2 separate regions of the Anas platyrhynchos genome follow, and region 2 is linked to region 1. A link is a contact called in public Hi-C data. All regions are on one chromosome and are shown on one strand. The core of a region is the stretch at or near the end of the contact, and the rest is flanking DNA. Distances in the headings are between cores, read along the strand shown.

What was found. Hi-C and Micro-C count contacts between places; a contact is called where the count stands out from the background.
Region 2: a contact with region 1 is called in a Hi-C map of skeletal muscle, with 2.0 times the contacts expected there. The contact joins the promoter of BRWD3 here to the enhancer-like site in region 1. A contact is called at or near these places in 3 of 8 Hi-C or Micro-C datasets (skeletal muscle and subcutaneous adipose tissue).

What each region holds. Positions count from the first base shown.
Region 1 is chr10:23,090,166-23,092,777 of IASCAAS_PekinDuck_T2T, forward strand. LOC101801757 (sodium/hydrogen exchanger 2) reads right to left here. Exons shown (of 13, transcript XM_038184632.2): 6 at 1,965-2,161. Among named protein-coding and RNA genes, the nearest start is that of SH3BGRL, 52 kb to the right of the region's middle. Within about 2 kb of position 1,331, at least 2 of the 8 cell types and tissues checked have an H3K27ac peak or open chromatin away from gene starts, as enhancers often do.
Region 2 is chr10:23,179,656-23,182,267 of IASCAAS_PekinDuck_T2T, forward strand. It overlaps BRWD3 (bromodomain and WD repeat domain containing 3), which reads left to right and starts at 1,290. Exons shown (of 40, transcript XM_038184198.2): 1 at 1,290-1,476; 2 at 1,580-1,638; 3 at 1,808-1,837; 4 at 2,051-2,110. The coding sequence starts at 1,440.

The DNA of each region.
Region 1 (2,612 bases), core at 81-2,580:
GCAACTGAGCTAGAAAGACCAAAATAGCCATGTTTCCTGGGCTATATAAAGCACCGACAGACCCATGTATGGACAAGCCCTACCGCTGGCTGTTAGTCTGCATGGCACAAGGCTTTTCAGACAGTATCGTCAACATTTCCAAGAAAATGAAGTGGCTTCTGAAGCTGCAGGACTCATTTATAAATCCGCCTTTCTGGTGGTTCACCTTAATACCTGCATCTGTATTTTTTGCTTATGTTTTCTGTGCTGGGCTGCAGCAATATACTTCTGTCTCAGTTTTTGAGCAAATTTACTCCCTCATCCCATTATTCTTGTGGTGGCCTCGGCGGCCCAACACTGCGGGTACCTGGAGCCCGCGCCGAGCCTGCCTTAGCAGGGGCTGTGCCCCCGCTGAATGGCTGCGGGTCAAGGGGTCGCCCCGCTGCCACGAACCCGCGGGGGACCCTGTTTAACTCTCACCCTTTAGCACGGAGATGACATCACCAGCCGAGCTTTGAGGTTACACAAAGGCCCTTTCCCGGTCCTGGGAAGGATTTTCCGAGGGCTCTGCAGAATGGAGCTGCTGCCTTAGAACAACCTTTGTCTGAGGCTCAAGAGCGTCTCTGCATGAGCGGACGTGCCTAGTGACCGTATCTTTTCAATTTCTGACCCACATTTGCATCTTAAAACTTGTCACCCTCCACCTAACCGCGCTCCCCCCACCCCCTGGCCCCTGCTCTCCCCTTTCAGCCCGCAGCGGAGCCCTGCGAGCTGGGCCCAGTGCAGCTGCCCTGCGGCACCCCGCTCCCAGCCCATGGGCACGTCACACTTGTGAGGAATTTTTGGCTCATGATGTGGATTAGGAGGACGTGGGGAAGCCCTGAGTCGACCCCAGCACAAACACGGCCCCCTCTGCATTGCTCAGGAGCCCAACACCCACGCTCAGGGGGCCGAGCAGAAGGGGCTCGGTGCGGCGGGGCGATGCTCGGCAGCTGTCGCCCTGACCCGACACCTCCTGCAGGCCCAGCAGCTGCTCCAGGGCAGGAGAAGGGGCTCGGGGTGTGAGGGGGGCGGCAGGAGGGCAGCCCCGCTCAGCACCCTGCTCAGCATCACATGCCTGACCCCGCTCGCTTCGGGACCAGACGACCCCAATTTTTTCCGCTGCATCCTCATTTGGACACGACAGCATTTAAGTGGTGAAGTGAAAGGAGTTATTTCAGGGAAACCCTTGCAGCAGCCTGGGAGTTGGAGGCTTGCTCCTGGGCAGCGGGAGGCCCCGCGGAGCTGTGCCACCGCCAGGTGTCAGGGTGATGCCGAGCGTGGCCCTAAGGAGAGCACAGCACCCGGGACCCAACGGGATCCGCCAAACAAAGCCACCACAGCACTGCTGGCAGAGCCACAGAAATGCATGCACAGGGTAATCCCAGCACAGAGGAGTTTTGATAGGAACTTCTGCACGCTTGTGTTGGGACCCCGTTAGCAAGATGAGGTTCCCTCGTTAGCAAAACTTGTTCCCTCTTCGAGATCCAGCGGACCCAAAGCAGCAACTGCTGTGCAAAAACGTGGGTGCAAGAGGAAGGTTTCTGTGCAAGAATCACTGTTGTGATTCTGCAATATGACTGAAGAAATTGCTACAGCCAAAAGAGAAAGCAGAAAGCAACAAGGCTTAATGCTCATTAATGCTCAGTTAAAAAAAAAAAAAAAAAAAAAAAAAAGCAAATAAATCATATGTGTTATGACTTCATTTACTGTTGATTTTCCTGGCTTTTATAACAAGAAACACACCCAAATTTTTTTCCAGTGGAAGAGATAGCACAATCCCCTTACTGCTGAATCGTCATAAAATAACTACAGATTATCCATTAGCTTGTGCATCAGATCTAATAGCTTAGTACTGGTTATTCAGCTGAAAAACATATATATATCATGCTCATTCTCTACATCTGCAAAGGAATCTCTCATTCCTTTGGACTGAGCATTTTTACCTGTACAAACACGGTGAAGAGGATGACAACAGTAGTTGCTGCAATGAAGAGCTTCTTTCTGTGAAAGTCAGGAAGCAAGAAAACCAAAGAGAAACAAATGGCTCCGCGGAGACCCCCATACGCTATAATGAACTGGTCTTTGCTGGTGACAGTGTTCACATGAAACCTGTTCACGAAGAAGGTCAGTACAAGAACCCCTGAAAAACAGGAAAGAAGACGGCAACACATCAAACGAAAAGAGCAAATAGATACATATCTCATAAATATATCTAATATATTGATTATCTCAAACTCACAATTGTAAGATATATTCTGCAGTGGAACATCACTGAACTGGTAAACACTGATGACTGGGACTTGGCCAGGGCCAAGGGGGTGTATTCCCAAAAATTCCACAAAGCCCCTGGAGAAGGGCTTTTCTTCCAGCCCCAGACATTTTTGATTTGGGGGAATACAACAGATACCAGTGACTGGCGACAGGTTGGGGGACTTTGTAGGACTATAAAATTTAATCAGGTCATCTTGTAGTAAATTTTCTTTTTTCCCCTCAGCCTCGTGCTTATCACAGTCCACCTGGAAAACTGGAGTTTCCTTCAGGAGGACTCTGAACTCTGCAAAGGATTTTTAGTATTATCCCAATGACTGCGG
Region 2 (2,612 bases), core at 40-2,539, 89 kb after region 1:
ATTTCTGAAGTTTTGACAGGACGCTTCCTATGGAAAAGTGACTTGCTTCCCTTAGGAGTATCTACAGGGGTCAATATTGTGCCTTTTTTTCTTTGGCAAGAGCACATGCCTCACCGTCATGTCTTTATTTCCTGGACAGTGGGAGGAAACAATCAGGATTTGGCTCCTAAAGCCGCCCCACGTCCTGTAACCTTGGCAGGGCTGCGTCCTCTGGGCGTCCATCCCTGCCTTAAAGTGCTGAGGCGATGACACTCTGGTAACAGCGGGTGCCGCGTACCGATGGCTAAAAGTTCCTATTTACGTTTCAGTCAAGCACAGAAAGGCAATTCCTGGGTATCCACAATGCATTAATTTGTTTTGGGCACCTTTATGTTTGTTGGGGGAGCTCCCGTTTGGTTCCTGCCAGGTGCACAGGAGCGCTTGTGGGCCCTGTCCCCCAACGTTTTGCCTCATGTACGGTGGATGAAATGGAGAATAAGAGAGAAAACGACTTAGCGAGCCTAACTCAGGACAGTTATTTTCTTTATTTTCTTTCCTGGAGAAAAGGAGGCTCAGGGGTGACCTTATTGCTCTCTACAGATACCTTAAAGGAGGCTGTAGAGAGGTGGGGGTTGGCCTGTTCTCCCAGGTGCCTGGTGACAGGACGAGGGGGAATGGGCTTAAGTTGCACCAGGGGAGTTTTAGGTTGGATGTTAGGAAGAACTTCTTTACCGAAAGGGTTGTGAGGCATTGAAATGGGCTGCCCAGGGAGGTGGTGGAGTCACCATCCCTGGAGGTCTTTAAAAGACGTTTAGATGTAGAACTTAGGGATATGGTTTAGTGGGGACTGTTAGTGTTAGGTCAGAGGTTGGACTCGATGATCTTGGGGTCTCTTCCAACCTAGAAATTCTGTGATTCTGTGATTTATTTTCTTTATTTTAAAACCTATATTTATTATTTTCTTTATTTTCTTTTATTTTCGCCTCACACCAACGGCCCACCGCACACCCCGGCTACCCGCGGCCTTTCCGTTCCGGGGCACCCCGGAGGCCCTCGACCCGGGCCGGGACCGTGAGGGGAGGAGGAGGAGGAAACCGGGAGAGCAACCGGGGGAGGAACCGGGGGGGGGAGGGAGGAAGCGAGGCCATGCCCGGTCCTCCCCTGCCCGGTCCTTCCGCCTGGGCGCTCCCCGGCTGCGGGAGGCTCCCGGCAGCGCCCCCGTGCGGCGGGCGGGGCTCCCTGCGGGCCGCTGTGCGCTGCGGGCCGGGCAGAGCGGCGGGGCCGGCGGCGCTGCCATGAAGCCGGCGGGGAGCCGCGGCGGGGCGAGCGGCTCGGCCGCGCACCGGGGCTCGCCCGTAGGGGCTCGGCCGCTGTAGGAGGAGCGGCGACACCTCGGGGAGACACCCGCCGCTGCCCCTTCTCCCCCCCTTCCCCCGGGCCTCCTCCTCCTCCGTCGGAGGATGGCGGCAGCGGCCGCCCCGACGCAGCTGGAAGCCGGTGGGTAGCGCTGGAGGCTGGGGGGTGAGTGGGGGGGCTCGGTGGCTGCACGGTTGCTTTGTAACCGCGTCCCCTTCTCCCTCCTTGTTCCTCCTTCCCTCAGAGCTCTACTACCTGATCGCCAGGTTCCTGCAGTCCGGGCCCTGCAAGAAATCCGCCCAGGTGAGCGCGGCCGGGCCGGGCGGGGACGGGACGGGACGGGACGGGACGGGGCAGGAGGGCAGCGGGAGGGCTGTGAGGAGGTGGGGAGGAGGTGGGGGGGGGGGGGGAGCCGGGGTGCTGCGGGTGTCCGGCCTCACGCCCTTTGTGTGCCGCTGCCCTGTCCCCGCAGGTGCTGGTGGAGGAGCTGGAGGAGCACCAGGTAAGGGGCAGCCGGGGGCTGAGCTGTCCCGGCACGGCACAGCCCCGGTGCCCAGGATGGGATGGGGTGTGGGGGGCGAAGCACGGCCGGGAGGGCCGGGCTGAGCCTTTTGGGGGGCTGCCCCGAGCCGTATGGGGGGGGCTCGGAGCTGCCCCCCCCCCCCCCCATCCCCCCAGGGAGGGGTCTGACCGCCGCCCCCGTCCCTCCCCGCAGCTGATCCCCCGGCGCCTGGACTGGCAGGGCAAGGAGCACCGGCGGAGCTTCGAGGACCTGGTGAGCCCACACCCCATAAACCCCCCCCCACACACCCCAAAAAACCCCAAAACCCTCCGGTACCGGCTCTGTGCCCCCCCACCCCACCCCATGTCCTCAGCCCGGGACCCCCCCCACGCTGCTCTGCGCCCCACGGGGCTGTGGCTCGGAACGGGGCCAGGACGGGTGTGTGCGAGTTTAACGGGGGGGCAACGGGGGGTAATGGGGGCAGCGGGGGGGTACCGGGGGTGCCCATTGTGGGGCCGGGCGGGTTATCTGAGGGCACGTACCGGAGCCCTGCCCGGCGAATGGCGCCGCGCCTTACAAGCCGGAGCGGGGCGGGCGGCGATGTAACGAGGCGGCTGATTGGCTGCGGGGCGGCGGAGGAACTGGTTGGGGGGGGGGGGTGGAGGTGAGGCCGGGCCGGCGGCGGCGGGGCCGGGCCTGAGGGGGGCCGGGGGAGCCCCCTCGGGGGGGGGGGGGGGCGCCGCTTTCAGCCGGGCCCTGAGGGCACTGAGGGGCC